2 separate regions of the Mus musculus genome follow, and region 2 is linked to region 1. A link is a contact called in public Hi-C data. All regions are on one chromosome and are shown on one strand. Each heading gives the region's core, a stretch centred on a gene start, on an enhancer-like site or on the middle of the called end of the contact. The rest is flanking DNA. Distances are from core to core; before and after follow the strand shown. Region 1 overlaps Gm14009 (a long non-coding RNA gene). Region 2 has its middle 6.6 kb from the start of Gm36154.

Region 1 (6,880 bases), core at 1,721-4,220:
GACCAAGGAAGCACTGCTGGATGCTGGTTGGAATTGTCCAGAAACAGAAGGGCACTGTGCAAGAGGCCAGAGACACCCAGGGAGTGGGATGGCTGACTCCAGAGCCCAGCTGGGAGGCCTTGGCTATCCCTGCAGGGAGGAGAGAGACACGGCCTGGATGAGATGGCCAGTTTGATGTCCAGAAGATGAAAGTTGAGTTAAATGGGGCAGGGTGGGGGGATTGGAAGAAGAGTGCAGGGATCTATGGAGCAGAATGAGGGCCAAATGCAGAGACAGGAGAGCACACAGGTCCTGTAGGACACAGGATGAGAGATGACTGGAGAGAATAATGGAATCCATAGCTTAGCCTGGCAGTGTTGAGGGTCAACCTGCAGGCTGAGCTGAGTCGAGAGCCCAGTACAAAAGTACCCAGGCAAATTGTGTGATTCCCTCTCCAAACTGCCAGAAGCCGGGGTGCAGGCATAGAGAGGTGGAAGGGAGGGCTCCCGGGTTGGGATTTTGCCAAGTAGCTATAACAAAGGCCGACTTGCTAAGGGAATTTCCGTTACAAAGATTCTGAGGAGTACAAACCAGACAGAAAAGAGGAGAAGGTAGGAAGGAGGAAGGCTCGAGAGAAAAGCAGAACAAAACAGATGGTCGCAATCGGTCTGCAGGATCTAGGTCAAGGGTGAGACTCAATGGCTGCAGAAATACAGCGTCTGAAGGGAGGGGTCTCCAGAGACTCTCGGACTGCATGCTGACAATCCACTGGACAGGATATAGCTGTCCCCAAGGACAAGGTATTTAGGAACCACGAGGGAGGTGGAGTCTGTGCCGATGCCTCTGATTAGTCTATGAGCCACACCTACCAGGTCCCATCACTTTCTAGCTATGTGGATTCCTTTCTACAGTTCAGTATGGTTTGGTACATACATCTTAATATTTATATGAGCACTAAGGGAGATCATTCAGGTAAAACCCTGAGAACAACACACACACATACACACACATATATACACACACACACATACACACACACACACACACACACACACACACACACACAAGGCCAGATAGCGGCCTTTGAGGTGAGCTGCATTAAGTCAAGGCACTGGAGCAACTGGCTAAGGCAGCTCCAGAAAATGAATGTCTTCCTCATGTGCCTGACCCTCAGTCTCCTCAGCTTTGGAGTCTGACTTGGGTGCTAAAGATTGAGCTGTGTACAAGTGTCAGGTACACAGGGGTCAGTAGATCTGGTGGCCAGTGGTGGGTCATCTTCACTGTCAACTTGACTTGGATTTAGAATCACACAAGAGATACACCCCTGAGCTTGTTCGTAAGGGTGTTCCAGAAGCTGAGGAAGAAAAAGCCACCCTGAGTATTGGCAGCACCATCCCATGGCCTGGGGGGACCTGAACTGAATAAAAAGAATATAAATAAGTAAATAAGTAAATGTAACTGGCTTTCGGTATTCATTTAGCACTGCTTCTCCAGATGTGATGGAACCAATTGTGTCACACCCGGGCCCTGGGACTGTCCCATGATTGACTCAAACTGAGCCCAACTAAGCTAAATCATCTTCACTTTAGTTGCTGTTCTCTGGTATTTTGTAAGCCAAGCAACAACACAGTATCCTTGCAGCCTCTATCGCTGGCTTCTGCAGGCATGCGCTGCTTGGGTACGTGGCTTTCCTCCTTCCCTCGTGCACTTCCTCAGGTGTATGGTACACAGAGATTCCTAAAGGTCCATTGTCACTTGTGGCCGGAGGTGGGAGCTAGCATAGGTCCGTGCATACATATATGAGAAATATAGGTCAGACGGATGTCATATGTGATAAGGTCAGGAAAATGGCTAGTACATCATTGCCAGACTGGGTATCTGTGAGGACCACACAACAGATTGAGGAGTGCTGTCTCCTGGTCTCAGCCCAACCCAAGGCCCCAAATGAACCCAGAAGAGGCTGGACCCAGCCATCAGAGGTGGGGACTGTCCCAGCCTCCCTAATAGCTGAATTCAGTCATTAGAACTGCCCCACAGACAGCAGCAGCAGGTGGGTAGAAGTTATCTGGAGGCTATTCAATCAATCAATACTCAACGAAGGTCTGTGCCTTTTCTGTCTCAGATGCTGGATCAGGACAGCTTCAGTCTGTCCTGGCCCTCTTCCTGAGTGTCTCTCCCATTACAATGACAAAAGGAGCTCGAACATTCAGGACACTTGTTGGGCCAGGCTTGCTCCCATCCTGGCTACTTTTCAACAGAAAACTGTGTTGGGCTTCAGGAGAAGAGCTTGCAGTCACAGAACACACATTAAGGAAAGCTCTCAGCGCTTAGGAACACGGACAAAGAACTCTTCACTCTTTGAATGTGGAGTTTCATTTGATGTTTTCAGAAAGAAAACATTTAGCTTACTTTATATAAACCTACAGTTCTTCAAAGTCAGACAAAACAACATAAATTACACAAAACAAGACTGTGCTTAGGACTGTTGTCATTTCCTCCCTTGGCTCTATAACGTTGACTTGTGGACTTTGAAAGTAGTATTTTGTGGACAGAGAGAGAAACAGGCGCAGTCCAATAGGAAGCGCGGCATTGTCCCTGGCTGCTGCATTACTTTGTCACGGAGGTGGTGTTTACACACATTGACATCATGACTCAGGGGGACAAAGTCCTTTAGGTTTCACACCTGCCTCTCAGGAATTTTTGCTTTTGGGAAAGGGGGTTTGTCAGTATGGCTGTGCTCAGCTGATAACAAGATCTCCCCAGCTTCAGGCCCCCACTTTCTTTCCCTGGTCCATAAATAATCAGCACCATTGAGCTCCTGTGGGATTTTAGTCACAGGAGCAACAAGTGTACTCCCTCACATCTCGTCTGTCTGTCTGTCTGTCTGTCTGCATGTCTGAACTTAAAAGCCCCGACAGGAACTAGGAAGGTCAGTCCCATGTTTTGAAATCAAGTGGAGGGAATAAAGTCGTGACCCATGAGGTCACCAGCTGCCTCTTTTTGATGCTCCGAGAAGAGCTTCCAGAGGCCTCTGTCCAGACATCATCAGATAAGAGACATAGTGTGCCTGTCCCAAGGCTGCCTTGGCCTTCTGGTGTACAAGAATTTGAAGCCAAATTTCCTGTGAAAGAGAGTTCAAAGAAACATGGGTCTCAGTGCTTCTCTATCCCATTGCCCAGGGCTGTGCTGAGAAAGGCCCCGCAGCAGACAGTCCCACCAAGAATAGTACTAGAGGCCTGGAGGGAACTGGGAAGGACGCTCTCTTTCCCTTCCAATGTTGTGTTTGCTCATCGTGTCTGTGATGGAGCAGCCATGGTCTTTCCCTGAACGAAGAATTCTGCTGTCCTCAAAAGTACTGGAGATACAAAGAGTGGGGCTCACACAGCCCCAGTCTCCCAGAGCACTAGAACCCTGGGCCTGATCCTCCTTGACAGTCCCCAGTCACTGCAAGCTCACCGTGTGCAGAAGGCCTGCAGGCCAGAGGATGCAGTTTGAAGGTAGCACTGAGTGGTGGTCAGGGAAGGCTGGAAAATGAATCCTCCTCTGGCTGTCTGGGAGGAGGTTCCCTGAGAGAGCAAGGGCACCCGTAGGAGTGAACTGGGCATTCTGAGAAGCAGTCTGTGGCGTGTTCCAGGAAAGAGCCCTGCTTACTGGGATTTATTTTGCCCAAGTGTCATTTTCGGATGACACATGGACACTGCTGCTTTACAGTGGCCACCAGGTTCTGATAGCGACCTGTCTGAAAGGAGAGGTTGTGTGTGAACGATTACCAACCCGTCTTTCTGGGGAGTCCCCACATCAAATCCTGCCTCTGTGGAATTCTGAGGAGAGACTCTCACAGGGACTTCAGAGGACACACAGTGGTGGCAGGGCCCAGAGGCTGTTCATTTGAATGGGCCCAGTGTTCTCCTTAAAAACAAAATGGTTACATTTCGTTGTGTGTACACACGTGCAAGCATTCCATAGCAGGCACAGATGTGGCAGTCGGAGAACCACTTGTGAGAGTCGGTTTTCTCCTTTCCCCATTGATCTCAGGTCCTTGGGATAGGCACAGCACCTTTATGTCCTGGGGATCCTACTGGCCATGCACTTTTTTTTTTTTTTTTTTTTTACAAAAAGGTGAAGGTCAAGAGGCCAAGAGGGGATCCGGCTTACATGAGGAAGATTTACCTCAGAGTCCTAACCAGGCATGGAAATGCCTCCCAGTCCCCTAGCAGATGGTGCTACAAGTACCTACAACTCAACTGGTCCCCTCAGGTCCTACCAAGTCAGAGGGCTGAGCCTCAGCCCAGAGGACAACTTCAAATATAACTAGCAAGGTACATGTACCTACAAGTCAACAGGAGATCAGCCTGGGGCAATCTAAATGGCCTGAGGGGCACCTGGGCTGAGCCCAGCCCCACATGGGTGGGTAGGAGAAAGTCTGGTCTGGAATAGTTAGCTGTCACAAAAAGCCATCTCTGGATGAGCCTTTGAGATACTGATAGCTGGAAATCCCCTTCTTAAAGAGTTTTTCTACTACTGGGGCCAGTGTTGGTGGGTTGGACCTCAGTGCAAAGGACCACTTTCCTCTTTCTCTGCATAGCTGCAAGGGAGTCTTAGAACCTTCTGCACATCCTCCAGGCTTTGTTCCTAAGGAGGCGATGATGCCTGCCTTGTGCCAAGATCCTCTGAGGCATCAAACCCCACTGAGCGGGATATCAAGCCCACAGTGGTCCATGCTATCACTGATACGGGTTAGCCGTGAAAGTCCATCTCTTCTGCCTCCCAGGGCACACTCACGGCTCCTCCTTCTCTCTGACCTCACCTGGCCCTTTAGGTTTGTCAACAGCAGGCTCTGACTCACCTGATGACTGGGCTCTCCCTGGGCACGCAGATTGGAGCTGCCTCACCTGCTCCCTCCATGGCCTTGGCCCTGGGCCCTCCAGCCTACTCTCTCCTCCCACTCACCCTGCCTTTGGCAGGCATCATGAGTGCCTGGGCCAGGGCAAATTGGCAGAGGGAAGTAGAGATGAGAATTGAACATTTTGCAACTACAACCAATTTAAACAAACAGCAAGCACCTGTCCTTCAGTATGTTTACCCTGCGTGTTTTCATTTGATCCAACTACAGCGCTGGAGTGCTCCCCAGATTCTAGAGTCATCCATGAGAATTTGGGGGAAGCTCTCTGATCCAGAGGCTATGGGGACCAGACACACCTTGCAGTCACTTTCATAGTAGAGCCTCTGGGAGATTTGGAGAGATGGGCTCCTACCCCTGGTATTTTATATATCAAAAGAAACAAACAAAAACCCCTGGGCTGGAGGATGCCCCATTTTTTTACCATCTGGCCTGTGTGTAACAGCTGCTCCATATGGGGGTGAAGATTGACCATTGGGTCCATCATCTGTCTATGATAACAACAACAACAACAATAACAGCAACTGTCTGTGATAACAACAATAACAATAACAGCAACAGCAAATCTTCTCGGGGGGGTGTGTTGGGGGGTGTTGCTCAGTCAGTCAAATGCTTACCATACAAATGTGAGGATCTGAGTCTGGGTTCCCTAGCAACCACATAAGAAGCCAGTATATCCATACAGCAGTATATACAAGCGAGCCCAGCCCAGGGGAGGTAGAGATGTGAAGATTTCAGAGACTTGCTAGCCAGCAAGTCCAGCTGAATTAGAGCAATGATGTACAAGAGACTCTAAAATGAGGTGGGGAGTGACTGAGGAAGACACCTGATATTGGCCTCTGGCCTCCATACACGTGCATATACATGTGTGCACCAATGTGGACTGGAACACACACATATAAGTTTCTGTTTTGGGGCATTTGGTTTATGAGAGTGTCTCACTGTAATGCATGCCTAAATACATAAAGCTTCAGTCTACACTCCCCACATTTTTCCTTTGAAGTAAATTGGCAGGGTTTTGCTTTTTATCCTTGAGTATTTCAGAGAAAAGTGCAAAACAAGTGGAGAAGATTTGTACTCAGAGCCTTCACTCAGACCCCTCAGGTATCATTATACCACTTGGTTATATTTCCTTTTTCCTTTGTCCTCCCTCACACCAAACACCAACCCACTCCTGAGACACCTGTAAGCACATTTCCCCCCCTTGAACATTTGAGATATGGTGTTTCCTCATCTCTAAATACTTAAATGCACGTCTAAAAATAAAGATCTCATTGGCTTATTTTCTGTTGCTGTAACAAAACACCCAAGGCTGGGTAGTTTACAAAGAAGAGTTTATTTGGCTGGTGGTTCTATAGACTGGGAAGTTCAAGAGCTTGGTACCATATGTGCCTAAGATCTGGCTAGAGTGTTCTTCCTGAATCATAACTTGGTAGAAATCACATGTTGACACAGAATAAGCATGCTAGCTAGGGGTTCATGCTACAAAGTTATTAATGAAGTTATATGAGTCTTCCCCTGTGGTGGTTTGAATGAGAAATGGCTCCCATAGGTTCCGGTATATGAGCACTTGGTTCTTGTTTGGTGGTGCTGTTAAGGAAGGTTGTGGAACCTTCAGGAGGTGGAGCCTTACTGGAGGAAGTATGTCACAAGAGGAGGGGACAGGTTTTGAGGGTGTCTAGCCTTACCCCATTTCCAGTGAGCTCTCTCTGTTTCCTATTTGTGGTTGAAGACGTGATCTGCTCCAGCCACTCGACCCCAAGCATCCCCCCACTCTTCTCTGGGACTGCAAGCCATACACAAAGTCTTCTACAAGTTGCTTTTGGTCATGGTATTTATCATAGTATAGAAAAGTAATCAATGTATTTACTACCCATGTGACCCACATAATCCTACCCCCCCCCGCCCCCCACAAAGGCTCCAGTACAAAATACAGCATCATATGACTCAGGGAAGTTTCCAACACCTCAACTTCTGGGAGACACATTCAACCCCCAGCAC
Region 2 (6,880 bases), core at 1,919-4,418, 300 kb before region 1:
GGCCACTTCCATGGTGGCCCAGCCTCAGGCTGATTGGAGAGCCTTGTGGTTTCTTCAGGATTGAATTGTAGCTGCTGGTTCATGAGTGATGTCTGCCTGCCTAGAAGACTGGGCTGTAGCTGTTGATTCATACTTGGTGTTTGCTATGGGATTGAACTGCTGCCAAAGAAGATTGAGTTTGCCCACAAACAACTATTATTGCTGAACAGGTCCATTTCCCCCATATCCTAATAACTTTTCTCTTCCACTACCTCTGCTGGGTGGTGGGCAAGAGGAGAGGTTGAACATTTATTAAAAGTAGCTCAGAATACCCAAGATACAACTCACAGACCACATGAAGCTCAAGAAGAAGGAAGAAGGAAGTGGGGATGCTTCAGTCCTTCTTAGAAGGGGGAACAAAATACTCACAGGAGGAAATAAGGAGACAAAGTGTGGAGCAGAGACTGGAGGAAAGGCCATGCAGAGACTGCACCACCTGGGGATCCATCCCATATACAGTCACCAAACCCAGACACTATTGTGGGTGCCAGCAAGTTCATGCTGACAGGAGCCTGATATAGCTGTCTCCTGAGAGGCTCTGCCAGAGCCTGACAAATACAGAGGCAGATGCTCACAGCCAATCTTTGGAATGAGCACGGGGTCCCTGATGGAGGAGTTAAAGAAAGGACTGAAGGAGCTGAAGGGGTTTGCAACCCCTTAGGAAGAACAACAATATCAACCAACCAGACCCCGCAGAGCTCCCAGGGACTAAATCACCAACCAAAGAGTATTCATGGAGAGACCCATAGCTCCAGCCACATATGTAGCAGAGGATGGCCTTGCCAGGCATCAATGGGAGGAGAGGCCCTTGGTCCTATGAAGGCCTGATGCCCCAGTGTCGGGGAATGCCAAGGCGGGAAGGCAGGAGTAGGTGGGTAGGAGAGCACCCTCATAGAAGCAGGGGGAGCGGGGACGGAATAGAGTGTTTCTGGAGGGGAAACTGAGAAAAGGGTAACATTTGAAATATAAATAAAGAAAATATCCAATAAAAGAAAAAAAAGTAAGTTGCAAAAACTTTATGCCTACATTTACTTACTAATTTAGTTTTGAAACAAGGCCTTCTATGTAGCCCTGGCTGTCCTGGAACTCCTTACATACACCAGGCTGGCCTTGAACTCACAGAGATCCACCTGCCTCTACCTCCCAAGAACTGGTATTAAAGGCATGTGTCAACTACACCCGACTCAAAAATATTTTTGAAATATATGAACCCAAGCCAGGAATAGTGGTGCACACCTTTAATCCCAGCACTTGAGAGGCAGAGGCAGACATACCTCTGTGAGTTCAAGGCCAGCCTGGCACATAGTGAGTTCCAGGACAGCCAGAGCTACATAGTGAGACCCTGTCTTGAAACAAAACAAAACAAAACGAAACAAAACAAAACAACACAACACAAAATGTAAAAAATAATAAATAAATACCAAAGCAAGCACTTGAAACAATATTTTTCTATTAAAATCTGTTAAGCTCCCCATGCCCTGTTGTAGGTACACAGGGCGCAGGCTGTTCCCCCTTCCTCTTCCTGCTGTCTTCTGCTGCTGTCTTTTTAAGAGAGAGAGAGAGAGAGAGAGAGAGAGAGAGAGAGAGAGAGAGAGAGAAAGAGCAGGTATGAGCATTTACCATGGAAACGGGCAGAAACAAGTGTTCAGAAAATGTCAACCACCCTCTTCACAGTGGTAATGCCACTACCACCACCAGCCCCTTACTGGGGATACCAGTCAGAACCAAAGTCACCTTGGTCCTGTAAACCAGCTCCCTGTCTGCTGTGTCTGTGTTGTGGGTTCTCCTTCTTCGACCCTACACTGCACTCTGCTACAGTTGGTGCCCTCTGCTCAAGGCAGGCCACCTGGATGTTAGTCCAGGGCTGGAGCTTTCTGTCCATCCTCCCAACACTCCTGCATGGCTTGCTCTCTCTTACAGTAGCCCTGTACTGGATTCCCAGGGCTCTCGGGTTTGTTCCTCTGTGCAACCTCCAGCTCCAGTCCTATATTTGCAGTGAAGGCAAGAGCAGATTGTTCTCACCCCTTTAACGGCCCCTGGCAGGCACCTGCTCACCCCCGGATTATTCTTATGTTCTCCTGAGTCACCTGTAACCCATGGCACTGGAAAGGACTTCCATTGTTGAAGCCAGCACTTGTAGGCTGTTTGGGTGAGACAGCAACCCAGAGCCACACTTGCAGAGCCTGTGATCCAACAGCTGGGTTTTTCTGCTAACAACTTCTGAAGCCTAAAGTCCCACCTTTTAGTAACTTGAAGTCCCCTTGAAACCGACTCAACTGGATTCGACACGATTCGTTTCATCAGTGTTTACACAGTGCTTATTGCTTTGGGCATGGTTATGGGCTCACGGCCAAAGGAAAAATGGTCAAGGGTCCTGGCTTGACAGAACTAAAAATTTAACCAGGAGCAGAGATGCTGGACACCAAGCCAATAAACACATGAGGTTAAAAAAATATTAAGAGTGAACACTGTGGGAAAGTTGATTTCCTTCAGGTGATTCTGTCGGGGATATCCGAAAAACCTCAAAAAAAAATTTTTTTAAAAAGCATTAAAGATCTGAAAGGAGAGCTAAAATATTTCTCATATAAATAGAGCTCTCTTGTTTCAAATAAAAGAAGCAAAATAGACCAGAGCCAAGTCCAGGAGCAGCAGGAGCTTCAAAGGACACTGCATTCATCCCATTGACACTGGCATTGCTGGAAAGTTCAGACTCGACGTGCGCCAGCAAAGGAAACTACACTGCAGAAAGTTCTCCAGGCCGGGAACCACATGCTGTTTGCACAAAGGAACTAACCCCAAGGGATGGTACTGACCCAAGACAAACACGCTGCAAATGCTGTGTGTGTGTGTGTGTGTGTGTGTGTGAGAGAGAGAGAGAGAGAGAGAGAGACACCAACTGATGGGGGATGGGCCAACATCAGAGACCGAGCACCTGCTTGCCTGTGCTTGTGATTATAGAGACCAGAGGTCAGCTTTGCGCATCTTCTTTTGTCCCTCCCCACTTTATTTTTTGAGACAAGATCTCACTGAACCCGATAACTTCTTCCAAATAGTGTAAAAAGCAAAGTGAGGCAGGAGAGGAAGCTGGCCAAGGTTGCCATGGCCTGGTTACTAAGGTCAAAGCCAACTGATTGATCGTGATCACATTGCATATCCTGGACAGGATCTGACCAGCATGGTTTCTCAGTGTTCATTCCAATACTAGCCGCCTCGGTTAGACCACGGGAAAAGACTCAGACACGTTTTAATAAAGAGGCATCTTGACAAGGCTGCCTCAAAACTAGTCAAGTCTAAAGACATCAAAGTTTGAGACAATATCACAACCGAGAGAGGCCTACGGAGGGTGATGACTAGACGAAATGTGCTGCGCTGAGTGGGATCCTAGAGCAACGCTCAGGAGATCTCAATAAAATGTTGACCTTGTCAGTAACAATACGCCGTTAACCGGGACACGGGACTGTGTTAGTTACAAGACGTTAACGTAAGGAGGCTTTGGGCAGGAGGCTGTCTGGGAAGTCTCCACCCTGAAAGCCCTGCTTTCGCCACAGTTTCAGCTCCCTGTGATCAACCGTGGTTCAAAAACATTAAACAGATAATTCAAAAAAGAAGATTCATTGATTTTTAAATTGAAAGCCATCTGAGAAGTATCCAGGACAGGAATCTTTTTTTTTCCCTCTCTCTCTCTCTCTGGCATATCCATTCAACGACAGTGGAATACACATCTTCCCCCAGGGACTCCCGAGATAGCCATCGAGACAGGGCACATTCTGGCTCACAAAAGAAATGTCACCAGATCTGCAAAGATTGAAAGCATACAGGTGTGTTCTTGGACCCCAATAAATAAGGCAGAAATCAATAACAGCGGTGAATGAACAAGTCCCCCAAAGACTTGACAGTTCACTGGTCAAAGAGGCAGTGTCAAGAGAAACTGAAAAAGAAAAACTGCTTTTAAATAAAAATGAGAAGGCACAGATATCAGAAGGGGGGAGGGGTGGGACTCATGGAACTCTGAGAGGGAAATTTACGGCAGTAAATACGTGCGTTAGAAGAGAGAGGAGACTTCGAATAAATAATCTCTGTTCCGAGACTCCGCGGAAAAAGAATGCAAAGATTCTCAGTGAGCTGAAAGAAGGGAAAAGGTAGAAAAATGGGGAAATAGGGGCTAATCCAGGACACAGAAGCTAGGTTCCTGAAAAGGTCACTAAACTCGTGAGGGGGTGGGAGCAGAGTTAGGGAAAGGAGGGGCAGAGAGTGGATTAATCCTAACTAAGGGTGTATGAAAAACTGTTAGGAGACACCACTAGTTTGTAAACTAGTTAAAAATACATTTCTTTAAAAAGGAGTTTGAGCAGAGGTACCAAACATAAGTGAGCAATTCTGTTCCAAAAAGACACAGGTTCTTACATGGAAATCTGGACCCTAGGCACAAGTTACCACCTCCCCATGGATGATTGATCAGGGAGGCTCGAATACAGGCTTCCAAAGAATATAGGCAGTTGTCTTGGCTCTTGGTTCCCCACTATAACTAAATAACAAGACCCTTTCACTGATTATAGGACACAAACAAATTGATATTAAATTGACCAGGAACTGTTTCCTCCTGGTCAGTGTTGTAGTTCTGGAAAGTGTTGTGTAGGCTGTTGGGGAGTAGGGCAATCAATGTTCTTATTTACTGGACCCTGATTGTTATAATATTGACCTATCAGGCGATACATGTTTACCGGTACAATAGCGGCAAGACTGTTTATGAAGGTAACAGATGTTCTCTTCATTGGCTTTGAGGCCTGCTTCACAAAAGTTATACCTGGTAGCTTAAACACTGTCAAAACCCAAGGCTAGAGATGTCACTAGCCCAAGGGGAGAATCTATTAGTATTGTTCTTCTAGATGGTGGTTAATGTAGAGACTCCCAGCTATTCCAAATGCTGAGACCAGGCTACTGTGAGTACTTAGCCACAAATGGGACTTGTACAGCAACCCTCCCTCTCTAAGGGTCAGGGAACAGTGCGGACAAATGTGTGGAAAGATTTCTTAAGTCTGCTTTCGCGGATTACAGTGCTAACTAGCCTCACATTAATGTTTTTGGTTATTAACTATGCAGTTTTTGTCCTCATTCAGCACCATGGACTTTCTGAAATTCAAATGTAACTCAGCAGCCTGTGTTTTGCTTGGCAACCCACCTGCATCTCAGGGCTATGCATTGGCTTGTCCCAGCTCTACTGACATCTCTGCTGCTTGTGAAAGTCTGAGACTTGCAGATTCTCAGAAGGGACAGCTTCCCTCCTACCATGTCAGGGTCTCCCAGGAGCCCGTGAGCAGGTGAGCCACTGGCCTGTCCACCCTGCTTCTTTCCAGCCCCTGTAAGTCTGCAGTCAGTCTTCTTCTCACTGTTATTGCCCGAGATCTCAGAGCTTATGGGCTGGGCTTGCCAGGAGAAAGAAAAAATATCCACCCAAAAGACAAGAAGTTTGGGGGACCCTGGGCCACATGCTCAAGTACTCAGAGCTCCTGATCCACAAAGGTGTGTGTGTGTGTGTGTGTGTGTGTGTGTGTGTGTGTGTTAAAGAAGGTTCAAATTCATGAGGATGGGAAGTGAGAGTGCAAGGCTGGCCACCTTTCTTCATCTCTCTCTTTCCACACCTTCCTGCCCAAACTGGTATTTTTGTCTTTTATGAATTACAAGTAAGGCCTTTGTTGAAGTCTGGGGATCTAAGGTCGGCTTTGGAGGGTTGTGGGGAGTCTTTTTAGTTCCTGCGGCTTTGTCTTTCTGAGCCTTTTCAGTAGGTTCTATTCCTCCTCCCCTCCCCTCCCCACCCCTGCCACGCCCTTGGCTGTGCCCCTTTCAGCACATTCCCACACTCTGATTCTTCTGTGGCCTGCTGTTGGAACGTCTCTGAAATTCCCATGGGCTTCTGCTCAGCCAGCGCCCTTCCCTTGGAGTACACATGGGATCACAGCACACATGTTTTCCCAGACTCTCTCAGGCCGACTTCCTGTTGGGAGCCCTGGAACTCTGAGCCACTCAGTACCATGTGACTTCAGTACTGGGTGTGGCATCTCCTGGGTGAAAGCCACATCCTCTCCCTCTTCAGCAGACATGCAGGTACAGAGGGCCTGAAACTGTCACTAGCATCTCACCAATCTGGTCTACGGCTTCCAGACTGTTTGTAAAGTCAGTTTAAGCCACAGCCATTGTCAAAAGTTACATGTAATCCTCTAGGGATACAGACATACCAGTTTCTCATTATTAACAGAACACCTATCAGTAGTAACTGAAGGAAAGAGGCTTTGTTTTGGCTTACAGTTTGAGGGCACAGTTCGCGAGAGAAAATTGTGGCAGGGACAGCAACTGTGGCGTGTACCACTCTGAGGTCTCCCAAGCCCTTCCATATGCAGGTCCCATGGAGTCCTGATGCCTCTATGACACAGCAGTAGCAAGGGATTTTGTATGATGGAGGAGGATACCCTGCCCCCCGCCCCCCCCCCCCCATTACAGTTGGTTTTAGTGTCAACTCTCCATAAATTAGAATCCCCGGAACTGTCTGAACTGAAGATGTGCCCTGATTGTGTGAGTGGCTTGGGGAAGACCCTCTCCCACTTACTGCCCTTATTCACTTGGCCTCCCCTCTTGCTTCAGCGATGATTTACCCTGAGGCTGCTGATTCCTTTCCTCACAGTAGAACCAGTGCTCCTAGACTTCCACTGATGACTGTGGTCCAGGAATCTGCCAGGTTTTCAGGGCCAGGTTGGCACTGCTGAGACACACAACCTTGTGGATGGAGCAATTCCTGGGTGCTGGCTTCTCCAGTGGGAGACAGCTACTGTGGGACTAATGGACAATC

The links. Hi-C and Micro-C count contacts between places; a contact is called where the count stands out from the background.
Region 2: a Hi-C map of liver shows a contact between it and region 1, with 2.3 times the contacts expected there. The contact joins two enhancer-like sites. A contact is called at or near these places in 3 of 484 Hi-C or Micro-C datasets (bone marrow-derived macrophages and liver) and 1 of 115 datasets of contacts at active chromatin or transcription factors (pancreatic cancer cells).

The regions. Positions count from the first base shown.
Region 1 is chr2:128,170,476-128,177,355 of GRCm38.p6, reverse strand. All of the region lies in intron 1 of Gm14009 (a long non-coding RNA gene), which reads right to left. Among named protein-coding and RNA genes, the nearest start is that of Gm14009, 4.2 kb to the right of the region's middle. Within about 2 kb of position 2,970, at least 22 of the 459 cell types and tissues checked have an H3K27ac peak or open chromatin away from gene starts, as enhancers often do. A contact at or near this core is called in liver, where this site is marked.
Region 2 is chr2:128,469,694-128,476,573 of GRCm38.p6, reverse strand. No RefSeq gene overlaps it. Among named protein-coding and RNA genes, the nearest start is that of Gm36154, 6.6 kb to the right of the region's middle. Within about 2 kb of position 3,168, at least 6 of the 459 cell types and tissues checked have an H3K27ac peak or open chromatin away from gene starts, as enhancers often do. A contact at or near this core is called in liver, where this site is marked.